Linked DNA regions of Mus musculus: region 2 is linked to region 1. Evidence: chromatin contacts called from public Hi-C data. All regions are on one chromosome and are shown on one strand. The core of a region is the stretch at or near the end of the contact, and the rest is flanking DNA. Distances in the headings are between cores, read along the strand shown.

Region 1 (6,626 bases), core at 1,430-3,929:
CACGGCCCTGAAATGCCAGGCAGCCCGTAGCATGAGGGTGGGACACGCTCCTGGCTCTGTCTAGAGTCTTGTAAAATCCTTCCCATACATACTGGAGAGTCTCCCTGTGCCTCTGCTTCTGCAGGACCAGAAGGCAGTGTGCACAAGGTGCTCTCTCTCTGACAAGCCTTCTGAGGGACCCATACTTAAACACTCTCACGCCATGACACTGAAGCCCTGTGCCCATGGGTGGGTTTCTGTCTAGTCAGTCATGCCCTTCTTTATGGAGAATACCAAGTAGAGACTCTTGGCCTGACTGGGAAAGCGGTGTCTACCACAGACTGTGACAGCATCTTTCTCTTCTTTCTTCTCCCGGTCATCAGCATATCCTACCCCAAAACTCTATTTCCCCTGGACCTCCACTCTGAAACGGAGACCCTTTATCAGCTCATGCAAATAGATTTAAGGTAGGAGTAGGGAGTGCTAGCTATACATTAGAATTATCTAAAATGGTAATTCAAGCCCAGCCAGACTAGCCTACATAATGTCTCATTTAACCCACCTGGCTCCCACTAAGTAGCTTTTATTATTATCTCTGCTTTAGAGGTAAGGAAACTGAAGGCCAGAGAGGTCATGGGATCCACTCACTGTTATAAGGTGTTAAGTATTGAGGAACATCCAATTTGGGCATGGTTTATTACAGAATCTACGTTCATTGCCACAAGTCAGGTACCTCAGAGCTAATGTGATCCCACTTCGCAATGGTTAGAATGAGAACTACTCAAAGCAATCAAATATTAAGATGTAATCAGATTTTATCAAAGCATAGCTACACAAAGAACATAGTGAGGTAAATAAAATATGAGTCAATATATTTATCAAAAGTGATCAAAGTATAATTAGGACAGGTAATCAAATCAATCAAAGATTAATATGCATTAGCTTTTTCAACATCTAATTATAGAGCATGTAATCAAAATATAATGGCAAAAGGGATAAGAACAGTAAGTCTTTAAAGTTTCTAATCTAAAACTTCAATTTTCTCCTCCGTGCAGAAGCAACTCCAGGCTTCATGGGATGTTATGGGTATATTCTTGGTCCCATGAGCACCCTCAGCGTGCACATATAAATCGTCCTCTAGATTATGGGATTGAAAGAGAGTTTATAGCTGATTCCATTAAGCCAGCAATAGGGGGGTGGCACCCACCCTTAACCCCAGCACTTGCAGACAGAGGCAGGCAAATCTCCCAGTTCAAGGCCAGCCTGGTCTACAGAGTGAATTCTAGGAAAGCCACGGCTACACAGAGAAATTCTGTTTCAAAAACAAAATAATAATAATAATAATAATAATAATAATAATAATAATTAATGGTGATTACATCAGGCTAGCAGGTACCTGTGGTGAAGAAATCCTACATGCAATCACCTCTACTACCTGTTTTTATTAAATTAAACCCAAATTTTAAAAATTAATTATTAAGCTCATATTTTGTGTAAGACTGATGTCACATTCTAGAAACACAGGCACTAGCAATTGTTCTTGGCCTTATCCTGGCTGCCGGAAAAGACAGGCCAGCAGCTCTCAGAACACAACGCTCCAGTGTGAAGAGCTCAGTAGAACACTGTGGAGAACACGTGTAGGGAGAAGTATTGCCACAGAAATCCCAAAATGGCTCAGAACAACAGCCACTTTGTTCCTAGGGCTATTTCTCTTCTCCAAAAGTCCCCGCCCCAACTCAGAAGTGAAGGGATGTTCCCAGGCCTTATGGTGGCTACGAACTGTTGGTCCAGAGCTGTGTTCTTACTGTTTAATAGCGGATACAATGGATTACTGTAACTTGTAACTCCCTACTGCTGGAGGCTTATTCTGACCCTAGAGTCTTCTTTATTCTTCTACCCCAGCGTTCAGAGTCTTGAAGGTACCCTGTACACATCCTGGCTTCGCAGGTCCATCCATCACCTCGATAACTAACTCGGATACGTTCCATGTACCCTGACTGGGCCCATGACTAGCTCCGTGTTAAACGAGGGCCTTCTTGAAGGGATTGGCAGTTTTCCGAGTAGTCCTCGTGAAAGAAGCAATAAGCCACGCTAACACAGGAGTCCACATACCTGCGTGGGCGTTGTCTCTCTCCCGGCACCTTCCATCCACATCTAGGAGGGGAGCCGGCTCTGTAGCTCAGCAACTTCTCTCATTCTTCTCGAGCCTCGCCTCCGCCCCAGCTCCCAGGAACTACAGGAGACCACTCAGCACGTCCCAAGCCTCTACCCTTGAGGTTTGCAACCAAATTCTCAGTCCAGATCGCAAATTCAAACACACTCCACTGCTCTTGAAATGGACAGGTGCCCTTTATCATTCACAAAGCCCCATTTTCTCTCTACAGAGCCTACCTTGAGAGGCCCCTGTTTCTTTATGGAACTTAAGTTCCTATTTTAAAATTTTAACTTAAGTGCTAAATTCTGCTGAGATGTCCCTGTCTTAATCTGGGGAAGACGCTGTTCAAGCAGCAAAGAGGAGACAAATACGCTCGTGCATTCTAAAAGGCGGCAATCCGGATCTCTTATGTTCACCAATTTAACTGTCCAAGCCATAACACGTCACTGTCTGCTTCCTTCTGCAACCTTTCTGAGAGGAAAAACGTCTATTCCGAAGCACTTTTGGGGTGTTGTTGGGTCAGATCCCTAAACGGTCTTTAGGTCAACAACTGACCTAAACTGAGGGTCAACAACTAATCATTTTCATTCATACAATACAACGACGTTACTGGGCAGAGCCAGACCGTGGCCGATGGTGATTCCACAAAGTAAGTAGAAGTCACAGGCAACATCAGAATCACCGTGAGAGAAGGCTACTGGACATTGCCCAGAAAGCAGAAGGACCTGGAGAGAAAAGAAACAGCTGCAGAAAGAGAAACAAAACCCCCCAAAGAACCAATTTCCTAGGGAGTCAGACTGCTGAGTAGCTCCGCCTGCAGGTCTCTGCAGTCATTGCTTCTCTTCGTAACTGATTTTCAGATTACTATATATTCTCCTTTACCAGTGATTGAGATGTTGAGAAAAGATGATAGGTAGATGATAGATAGATAGATAGATAGATAGATAGATAGATAGATAGATAGATAGATGATAGATAGATAGATAGATAGATAGATAGATAGATAGATAGATAGATCTATCATTCAATCACTTTGCCTACACAGGAGACCTCTAGAAAAATAAAGTCATTCTAGATAGATAGATAGATAGATAGATAGATAGATAGATAGATAGATAGATAGATAGATGATAGATAGACAGACGGACAGAGGTCAAGGCCCTTTGCTTTACCAAAATCGTCGGAGCCTCTCGGAAGCATCCTTTGTAAGCTCTAGGTGTAGAACTCAAACCAAGTAAACTGCTCTTTGAAATCCCAATAAAGCTCACTGCGTTCTCTTGCAGTAAACACCCAACCCACCTTATTATAAATGGCTTCCAAAATGATACTAAGGTCCACCACCGACAGTATGAAGCTGAACTTTTTGCTTACACGTGAGGCAGGGCGCCACCATATAAAGACTCAGTATGCTTCAGGAGCAGGTCAGGAATGAATACGAATACAACGTATACTGATCGCATCCATCTCTACTCTTCCCACGCCAACTTCTCCCGTACCCTCCTCTCTCTCTCCGGCTTCTTCCATACCCCACCCCACCCCCAGCTCTCTTCAAACTTTGTAGCTGAGGTACGTTTTAAAAGGATCACTCTGATTATTGGAAAGTGATTGGGCAGGGCCATGACTTAGAGGCAGAGGACAAAGTTACACCACTCCCGATGCTGAAATCTATTCACTTTTGCATTCTTCTCGATCCAGCAAATGCAAATTCATGGTTCCAGAACCTAAGGCCTGAACACCTCTCAACTCACCCAGACCCCATATTCTTTACAAACCACCCTTGCAGGCCAACAGACATATCCCTCTCTCTGACCTCAGGCCGGGAGTTGGGGGTTGAGCCCGGCACCGTGTCAACTGGGGAGACCCAGAAGCAGAGCAGATCTTGGGAAACAAAATGCTAATCCACCCAGCCACCCAAGCTGTGACTGACTCCCCTGTACACTGAGCTGATCCAAGTAAAACACAGGCCTTTCAAAACAGCAAGGAATGCTCGCCTGGAGTGTGCGCTAACGAGTCCAAAGCCAATTATGTCTCATCTGATCTAACCAAAGCTGATTTCCTCCGGTGGCCCAGCGAGAGGTCAAATGGCCATTCCTGAGGGTTTCCACGGAGCTAAGCCAGAACACGGAGTTCCTGGAGTGTCCCTCGGGCCCACAGACCAACTGCGGAAGAGCTAAGCAGTCGAAGTTTTTAATTTCCCTCCCTCTCTTGATAATTATAAATACAACACTGCAAATTCCCTAAGAGGTAAGTGAGGGTTCACTGCTCACTCGCAAAGGAAACGAAAGGAAATCTTCCATATTTCTCTTTACCACATGTGCCAGATTTTCATTGAAGCCAATCCGGAAGTGGGGGGACAAAACAACAACAAATAGATATTATTTGCTAGCGGGGGGGGGGGGGGAGCATGCGTCCACATTCATGCTGCTCTGTCGGCTGAGGTTTGCACCTCTGCAGTCTCCACTTGTTCCGGAGAACTGCAGGGTATCATGCAGTCTGAGGCCGCCCTCTAGCGGAAGTTTGCCTGTATTGCGCCTGCGTACAGATGAGCTGGGCTTCTCAGAATACCTGGCAAAGCTTTGAATCATTTCCAGTTCCCTTTTATTGCATGTGGCTTATAATTCAGATCGAAAGCCAGATATGCTGCTAAAACGAAGATAATGTCAGGCTGAGGATTAGTGAGCATTAGCCGTTGAGAAAATGCTTGGAAGTTGGCCAGGAAAAGGCCTCTGGTCCATAATGGTAAGATGGGTAAGATTTTTTTTTTTTCTGGGAAGATGAATATATGGCCTCATTACCCTTACCCTGAAGTTGTCTGACCACAGCCAAAGGTCAGTCTATTCTTCTCAGGGCTACAGCAATTTAGACCCCTCTCCCCATCCTCAGGGGTCCGAAGAAGGAGGAGGAGGAGGAGGAGGAGGAGGAGGAGGAGGAGGAGGAGGAGACTGGTGGTTTTCCTGCATGCATGAGGGTGTCAGATGCCCTGGAGCAGGAGTTACAGACAATTGTGAACTGCCATGTGGGCGCCGGGAATTGAGCCTGGGTCAGTGCTCCTAACCACTGAGCCATCTCTTCAGCCCAAGTCCTGTGTTTTAAGTAAAGGGTGAGAAAAAAATATATATATGTTTTTTTTACATCATTCGTTTGTACAATGAGGGGCAGTCTGGAAAATCCGGATATAAGTGTCCTTTGTGCCGAGAGTACTGCTCAGGGCTATACTGCTTGCCTCTCTCGTACCTAGTTCAGACGTCCATCATCAGCACCACAAATAATTACGATTTGAATTTGTGTTTGGTGCTGAATGTGGTGCTGAAGAGTTGGTGTCAATTTCACCCAAAACGGAAGACAGATCCGTATGACAGATACGATTGTCTGTGCTTGCCTGGCATGAGGAAGGCACAACACCACCAAAAAGGAAAATAATAATGAAAGGAGTAAATGAGTTCTAGTGTTCAGTGGTTTAGTGTGTGGTAAACCTTTATCTGAACGCCACCACATCTTCACTTAAAAATATTTTTACTTAACAGTGCCTTTTTAAAACATACTGAAATATTTAAAGGGAAGGTTCTTAGTGATCTGCCTTAAAACAGTACAGATAAAAAGCTCATTAAGTTGAATGGAAATGAGGGGAAAGCATAACAATCAAATCAAATGGGTCTGAACGGTGGACTTTTTAAAATTATACGCGGAATCTAGATCTGACAATGCTGCATATTCCTGGCAGAGTGAGCACCGCTGGGGTCCAGGCAGGAGCCATGTTCAATGCAATTTGGCAGAAGAGATCTGCATCCACAAACACACAAACTTTATTTCCTGTAATTTAATCCCTGTAGTGAGTCCCCTGTTCCACCAGGGGGCGAAAACATGTCCTCAGTTCTGCAAGGCTAGATGGGGCCAGGAGTGGCAGGCTGTGGTGTTGGACTTTACCTCTGAGCTGGGAGTGGCCATTAAGAACTCACGTTTACATCAATCTTCAACTGTGTTATCTACTTAGTCCCAGTGGGACGCCCTTTCCATCCCCTGGCGACTGACTCCTTCATTTCGCGCTCCCCTGCGGCCAAATGTGCTGCTCTGAGATGCTGTAATTCTGCCCAGAGTCACTAGGCTCTGCTCCACTGAGACTTCTTTAAAGTGCTGGTAACAAGTCTTTCCTGACACCGTGAATCTGTGTGATGACCCGGAAGTCAAGTGGTGCACGAATTCATGGACATGGCAGGAACCCCAGGACGTGTGGACAGAGAAAGATGCCGGCGGCACTGTTGCAAAACTAGTTCGACTCTACATCTAGATGTAGGATAGATATATGCTAAAGAATACACCTATTGATTAAGACTGTGAAGAAAGTTAAACTTTAAATTTGAGTGGGCACCTTCTCTTTCCCTTGCTCAGTCTGTTAAGTGCTTCAGGATAGCAGGAGAAATAGAGCTTAGAGCTACAGGGCCACTGTTCCCCCGGAAAGGGGAAACACGCGGGAATGGGGGACAGGGGAGATGAC
Region 2 (6,484 bases), core at 2,876-5,375, 95 kb before region 1:
CGCACGGCTTGGCTTTTCCCAGCTGACCTGCCTGCAAGTGGGGAAATGTGAAAAGTTAGAGACAAACTGGCTTCCACAGAGGGAGGGGAGCCTTCTTGTACAGAAAGGAAGGAAATACCTCTGTGGGATTTCATTTTTCCCCCTCCTCTTCATCCAAAAAAATACAAAGAGACTCTGTCTTAAATGGGGACGTCAGCTTTAAATCTTTTAGGTTTGGATTAACGCTGCAAAAGAAAAAAAAAAAATCTGACAGGCTTTCAGATATGACTCAGAAAAAGTCTTCACCCCCCTTCAATTCACGTTGTTCATTTGTAAAGCCAAAGGCGGGGAGCTGAATAGCAGGCTGTAGTTACCCCACTCTGTCATTAGCATGACAATGGTCAGAATTAGCAGCCCACAGGGTCCAAGTTTTTCTTGTCTGCAAAGACTTTAACTTGAGGTTAATACACAGCGGCCAAAGGCAAGAAGTCTTTTCTTCTCTTGTTCTCAACATTAAAATACATAAGCCAGGCAAAGGTGTTTTCGCTTCCATGACTTAGCATCTCATCTTACCCTTTTCCCCAGGAAGAAAAAGTCATGAAAGGGTTTTTGTTTTGTTTAGGGTTGTTTTGTTTTCTAATAGCTGTTACCTTCCTAGAAGGCGTCCTTGAATGGAAACAAAGGCCCTGGAGGTGATAGACATTTCCTGTTACATAATTACTGTTGGTTTTCACTATTGAGGATGTCAACCAACTGTCCCAGATCATGTTTTGCTTATTAAATAAAGTGACTTTTATGGGCATATTTTTCACGAGTTGATGTCTAGAATACGCATGCGGTTCTTCAGAACCCATGCAAACAGATTTTATTTTCAGAGATTTTTACCGATGGCATGTTTTTATTTTAAACGGGCAGAGATATCAGCCCCATATTACAGGGGCAGGGGGAAGCTTAGCATCCTTGAGTGACAGTCCATATCAGTAACCTGCATTCGTGCAGAGAAGATGGGAGGAGTTCCTGGTACCCCTTTGAGGATCAAAATGAAAAGGAGACCCAAGTCATAATTTTAAATTACCTTCCTATTTGATGAGGATTGATGGACTAGGACGATGAATAATTGTTACTGTATGTAGAATTAAATGCTAGATCATCTTAATTCCTGAATTCAAGTTTAAAAAACAAAACAAAACAAAAAACCCAACCCTTCTTGTATGATTTGTAGCAGGAGGTAGGTGTGCATGTGTTACTTGACAACTTTGTATTGTAATATAATAGTTTATTTACAGACGGAATGAGTACTATAGGCCTGCCCTTGAGAAGCAAATCAACTCACAGAAGTAAAACCAAAATATGTCTCTTATTGTGCAAATCAGTTCTTTTTAAACTCTGGGTAATCTAACTTTGTAATGATGCTACTTTATTTTAATCACAAACAACTAATAGAATTTATTACCTTTTTTAAATCATAGAACAATTTCTGTTTATAGTCTGACAGGCTCTGATACACAATTTAAGATTTAATGCGATGAGATAATTAAAGTTAATTTTAGTATACCTTTATTTGAGTTTCACATACTAGATTTTTGGGTTGACTTTAGTAATAATAGATATACACTGATAAAATTTATGTAAATCATTGAGCTAGAATAACATTATGTCTATCCACTTGCCCAAATAATCAAGTTGATACTTTCATAGATATCTTAATTTGATTGCACCATTGTCATAATATGTCTGGATGATTTTTAATGGCTTGCAATGTGATAAGTATCAAGTTAATTTTCATGTGCCAGAATTGGTAAATTTTGTTTCTAAATATGAATTATCTTGTATGCCATTTGATTTCATTTAATTCAAGAGTATATTGGATTTCTTCAGAAAGATTGATGATGATGATGATGCTCTATTGGAAAAGGTCAAAATTTACATTTCATGTCATTAAGCACAATCATTTTTTAAATCCATATATAATGTGTATATAATGTATATAATCATTTTTAAAATCCATATATATATATGTGTGTGTGTGTGTGTGTGTGTATGTATACATACATACACACACACACACACACACACACACATATATATGAAAAGATTTGATGCATGGTTAAACCTTCTCCATCAGCTACCTGAGAGGGAAAAGGCGCATAAAGGCATGCCAAGACAAACATGGCTTTTAATTATAAACATCTTAAGAGTTTGAATCCAGAGTATGGTCTTTCCCCTTATAAAATGCTACTTAAGCTACCTTACTTAAATTAAGCTAAGACACTAAGTGTGACTGGTGTATGTCTTAGCTCTGCGGAAATGTCAACTGTCTGTGATGATGTTCGCAGGCAGCCATGCTCTTCAGCTCTGGAGTCTTCTGGGTGGGCTTGCTCTCCATCCCTGTGGCGTCCTTGCTTCTGGATGTGCTGTACAAAGTGTGAGTATGTGATCTTTGGCTAAAAACGAAGTAACACGCACGCACGCACGCACGCATGCACGCACGTCACCCCTCGGGGCCCTGTGGTTCCCAAACATGTAAACTGTGCAAAATAGGTACCAGTGGTATTTACCAATTTTAAAGAAGGGAGGCATGAATCAAGAATGAGAAAACTAAATTAGTTTAAAAAGCAAAATGAGAAATAAAGTGGGTGTGTTCAGGTGACGTCAAGGAGAGGTGCCTTGATTGGATTGGAGAAAATATCATCAGAAAATATCTGATCTTTAGAAATCACTTGCAAGACCTCAAAACAGAAAGGAAATGATTTTCACCTCCAAACATATCTTTTACGTATTGTGAAAAGAAATTTCTTGCTTCCCTGGTTCTAAATATATATAAAATATAAAGGCAACAAAAACTTTGCAATTTTTCTTAATAGTTATATTTTTAAATATTTTCTTGTAATATAGCTATTAAAGTTAATGTTTATTTAGCAGCTATTTTAGTATTATAAAATCTCAGTTAGTTGTTAAGACTATTGTCCCTATATTGCTAAATAAAAGTGTCCTAGCTTTTTAAGATTTGTGAAAGCTCTCCTTGTCCCTTGTTAAGGCCCTGCTTGCCAGCAGCGAGACAGTAAGCCACATGCCCGCATCCTTGTCTTCCTAGGAGAGTTTCCATGCAGATCCTCTTCTCTCCACAGCATCAAGAGGACGGCCTTTAAAACCTTAGTGGATGAAGTTCAGGAGCTTGAGGCGAAATCTCAAGACCCGGGCGCAGTCGTACTTGGAAAGAGGTAAAAAGCAGATGGAACATGTTCTTTCAAAAGAGAATTTTACATTTTGTTCTTACCGGTGGTGGGAAATAAGCCATATAGCTGGCATTTATCATCTGACTTGGGACTGGTGGTATTGTTGACAGATTTTGGAATCAGAGAGGTAGGGGCTCAAGACAGATCTAGCATTAAATAGTCTGTTATCTTAGACAAGTTCTTAATGAACAGAGCCTCAATTTTTTCATCAATAAAATGGGACTCACATGCCTCCTTTAAACTGGCTGTAATGCTTAAGTGAAACAATGGAAACAAGGAGAGACCGACCTTTAGTCAAAGCACTTAGGTGGCTGAGGCAAGTAATCGTAAGTTAGAGGCCAGCCTCTGCTGCATGGGAAATGTCAGGCCAACCTCAGTTACCTATTAAGACCTTGTCTCTAAAGACAAACTAAAGAACTGAAAGAGAGACTATAAAATACGTAGCATAGTGTCAAGCGTTTGTTGTTTTATAACAATTTTTTTTAAGGAAAAGAATTTTTATCTCGAAACAGTATTAATAATTTTTAAAGGTCTGAAATCAGAATTACGGTTTGTGCTTTCAGCCTAGTGAAGTCTTAGGAACCAGCCTAGACCCAGGTCATCCAAAGAGTGAGTTCCACTTTCCAGGCTTTTTTCCTTACCACCCCATCCTCTGAAACCACAAGGCTAGATGGCTGATAAATGTACTACATGCACAAAAGAAAATCACCTACAAGCAATCCAGAATAAGACATAACCACGCAGCTAGCACTGGGGACGCACTTCATTTCCCTCTCATCCTGCTAGCCAGCCCAGAGGCTTTGTTTAAAGCCCTTAGGAAACACTTTTTTATCAAGCAGTATGTCACCTTAGTCTTGCTTCAGCATTTTTTATTCAGTTTGACGGACTGGTATTGATGTTAGAGTGGGAGCTGAAGCTGAGGCCCTGACCTCCGAGCCTTACAGCCTCTCATTGGTTCAGAGCAGCCCATGTGACACTACTGTGGAGCTATGTTTTGAACTTAATGGTCCCAGCATATCTCCAGTATATCCGGTCACTCGGGCTCCTCGCTGTGCTCTGTATACACAGATCCACTGAACCCAGACAGCAGCACAATGCCAACAGGTCCTGTCCAGTTGAGAACACGGGGGCTCGGAGAGATTGGGTCCCAAAAATTGTCAGCCTTGAACCTAGGCCAGTTGATTGAAGAGATCCTGCTCCAAAGAATAGTTCAGCATCACAGGGTTCATTAAATGAAAGCGCCTTTTCTGTGGCCTGGGACCTACGTTCTTTCTGTCTTTGTTTTCTCTCTTTCAGTGATACAAAGGGTAAAGAAACATTCTAGCTCATGAAACTAAATAAAGTAAGAAATAGAAGAGAAGGGCCACTGATGATACTGTTTCTGTGTTTCGAGTATATTCTCCTTTGCAAGTATGTTGCCAAGGCCTGCATTCACCCCTCCTTGTCATTTACCAGTTACTGACAAGGTCGCCTAGGACTGAAATGATGGACTCCAGATCCTAATCATTCTATGAGTCAGCAATGTGTGTAGCCCCTTCCACTAAATAAAAAATAAACCAGCAGGGCCTGGAAAGAGGGCTTAGGGGTTAAGAGCACTTGTCACTCTTGCACAGGACCTGCTTTGGATGCCCAGCACCCACATGGCAACTCACAGCCATCAATAAATCCAATCCCAGGGGCTCTGTCACCCCCCTCTTGACCTCCACCAACACCAAGCATGTAGGCTGTGCACCTGCATACATGCAGACAAAACACAGGACACATAAAATAAAGTTTGAAAAATCAGTGGGTGAATGTAAACCAGAAAGAACCGGATTATACCCCCATAGAACTACTCTATTTAAAAGACTTCAGATATCCACCCCACCCCACCCCACCCCACCCTGCAGTTTTCCCAGCTCTTTTGCCTTTTAAAATATCTATTCAGCTTTCTTCCGGGAATGAGTTATACCTAAGTAAATACTACAAGCCAAGCCCTGGTCCAGCACATACCTGCATTCTTGCTGCTCACTGGTGGCTTCCTGCTAAAAGAGCAGCTCGAGGAGGGGCAAAGCAGAAGGGTCTGCAGGAGACAGCAACAGGGCAGGAAAGCTGTCCTGCTAACCTAGATGTTTATCAAACAGCCATAACAAACAGGGTGAATTCAAAAACCAGAGGCCAGAGCTGGAAGACAGCTTAGGGGAGAAAAGCATTTGCCGTGTAAGCGTTAGGACCAGGGGGAAGTCTCCAGCACCACGTCAAAAGCTGGGTGTGCTCACCCATGCCTGCAACCCCTGCACGGTGGAGGGGTGGAGGCTGGAAGATTGTCGGGGCTTGCTAAAGTCAGCCTGTTTCCAAATTTAGTGAAAGATGCTGTCTGTAAAGAATAAGGTGGGAAGTGATGCAGCACGACCCCTGATGGTCTCATGCCCTTCACAGTGTTTGAATAGGCACACACTCAAAAACTATCTTGGGGTGTGGGGGATGGTGAGGGGTTATGGAGAGACTGTTGGCTATTGCTGGAGTATGTGTGATGTGTATCTTATGGTGTCTAGGTAAATAATGATAATGAGACTCACAGTTTGCTACTCAGCTGTGGCCATTAGCCAGCAGAGCTAGCTAATCGGTTTCTTAACAGATCTGAGTTCAGGGTCTTTGGGTCAGGCTTCATCGACTTTCCCACTGTTTGTCGCATAGTCTCAGCATATAGACGAGACTAGGGACTATGGGTGACAGATGATTTGTTCATGGAGGAACGCGATGACACTTGCTCCCAGCTTCTTAGTATTGTTTCTTAGTGGAAAGCAATTTTGGCATTGTCCTAGAACTAACAAAATTATATCTTCCAGTTTCTCCTGTGGTATTTATGTCAATATGGCAGGACATAGTCTGTGGGAAATACCATATAGAAAAGCTATTCTGGGGCTAAGATGGATTGCCAGTATAGTTCCATGGAATCTTTAGCGCCTGGGTTCAGATCACATTAAAAGCCAGGCATAGCAGAGCATGACTATAAACCCTGGCTGTGAGGCCAGAGACTGGCAGATCCCCAAAGCTCATCTGTTGAGCCAGACCCTTGCTCAGTGAGCTTTCAGTTGACTGACAAGATCCTGTCTCAGAAATTAAACGTAGAGGATGATCAAAAACAGGCACACCATCCATCCTTCCACGTGTTCATGCACACATGTAGACAACTACACTAGTGAATAACATTCGCCAAAAATACAGCACAACACGTATGTACATATGCACACAGTAATTTTTGCAATATTTTTTGTAAGGGCTTTTCT

Evidence for each region. Hi-C and Micro-C count contacts between places; a contact is called where the count stands out from the background.
Region 2: a Hi-C map of the N1E-115 cell line shows a contact between it and region 1, with 2.3 times the contacts expected there. The contact joins two enhancer-like sites. A contact is called at or near these places in 2 of 39 promoter capture datasets (the C10 cell line and liver), 5 of 484 Hi-C or Micro-C datasets (the N1E-115 cell line, cerebral cortex, cortical neurons and 2 more) and 1 of 115 datasets of contacts at active chromatin or transcription factors (epiblast stem cells).

The regions. Positions count from the first base shown.
Region 1 is chr5:67,530,559-67,537,184 of GRCm38.p6, reverse strand. No RefSeq gene overlaps it. Among named protein-coding and RNA genes, the nearest start is that of C330024D21Rik, 70 kb to the right of the region's middle. Within about 2 kb of position 2,679, at least 26 of the 459 cell types and tissues checked have an H3K27ac peak or open chromatin away from gene starts, as enhancers often do. A contact at or near this core is called in the N1E-115 cell line, where this site is marked.
Region 2 is chr5:67,627,407-67,633,890 of GRCm38.p6, reverse strand. It overlaps Atp8a1 (ATPase, aminophospholipid transporter (APLT), class I, type 8A, member 1), which reads left to right. Exons shown (of 37, transcript NM_001038999.2): 34 at 2,316-2,404; 35 at 3,108-3,200. Among named protein-coding and RNA genes, the nearest start is that of Gm15478, 9.2 kb to the left of the region's middle. Within about 2 kb of position 4,125, at least 5 of the 459 cell types and tissues checked have an H3K27ac peak or open chromatin away from gene starts, as enhancers often do. A contact at or near this core is called in the N1E-115 cell line, where this site is marked.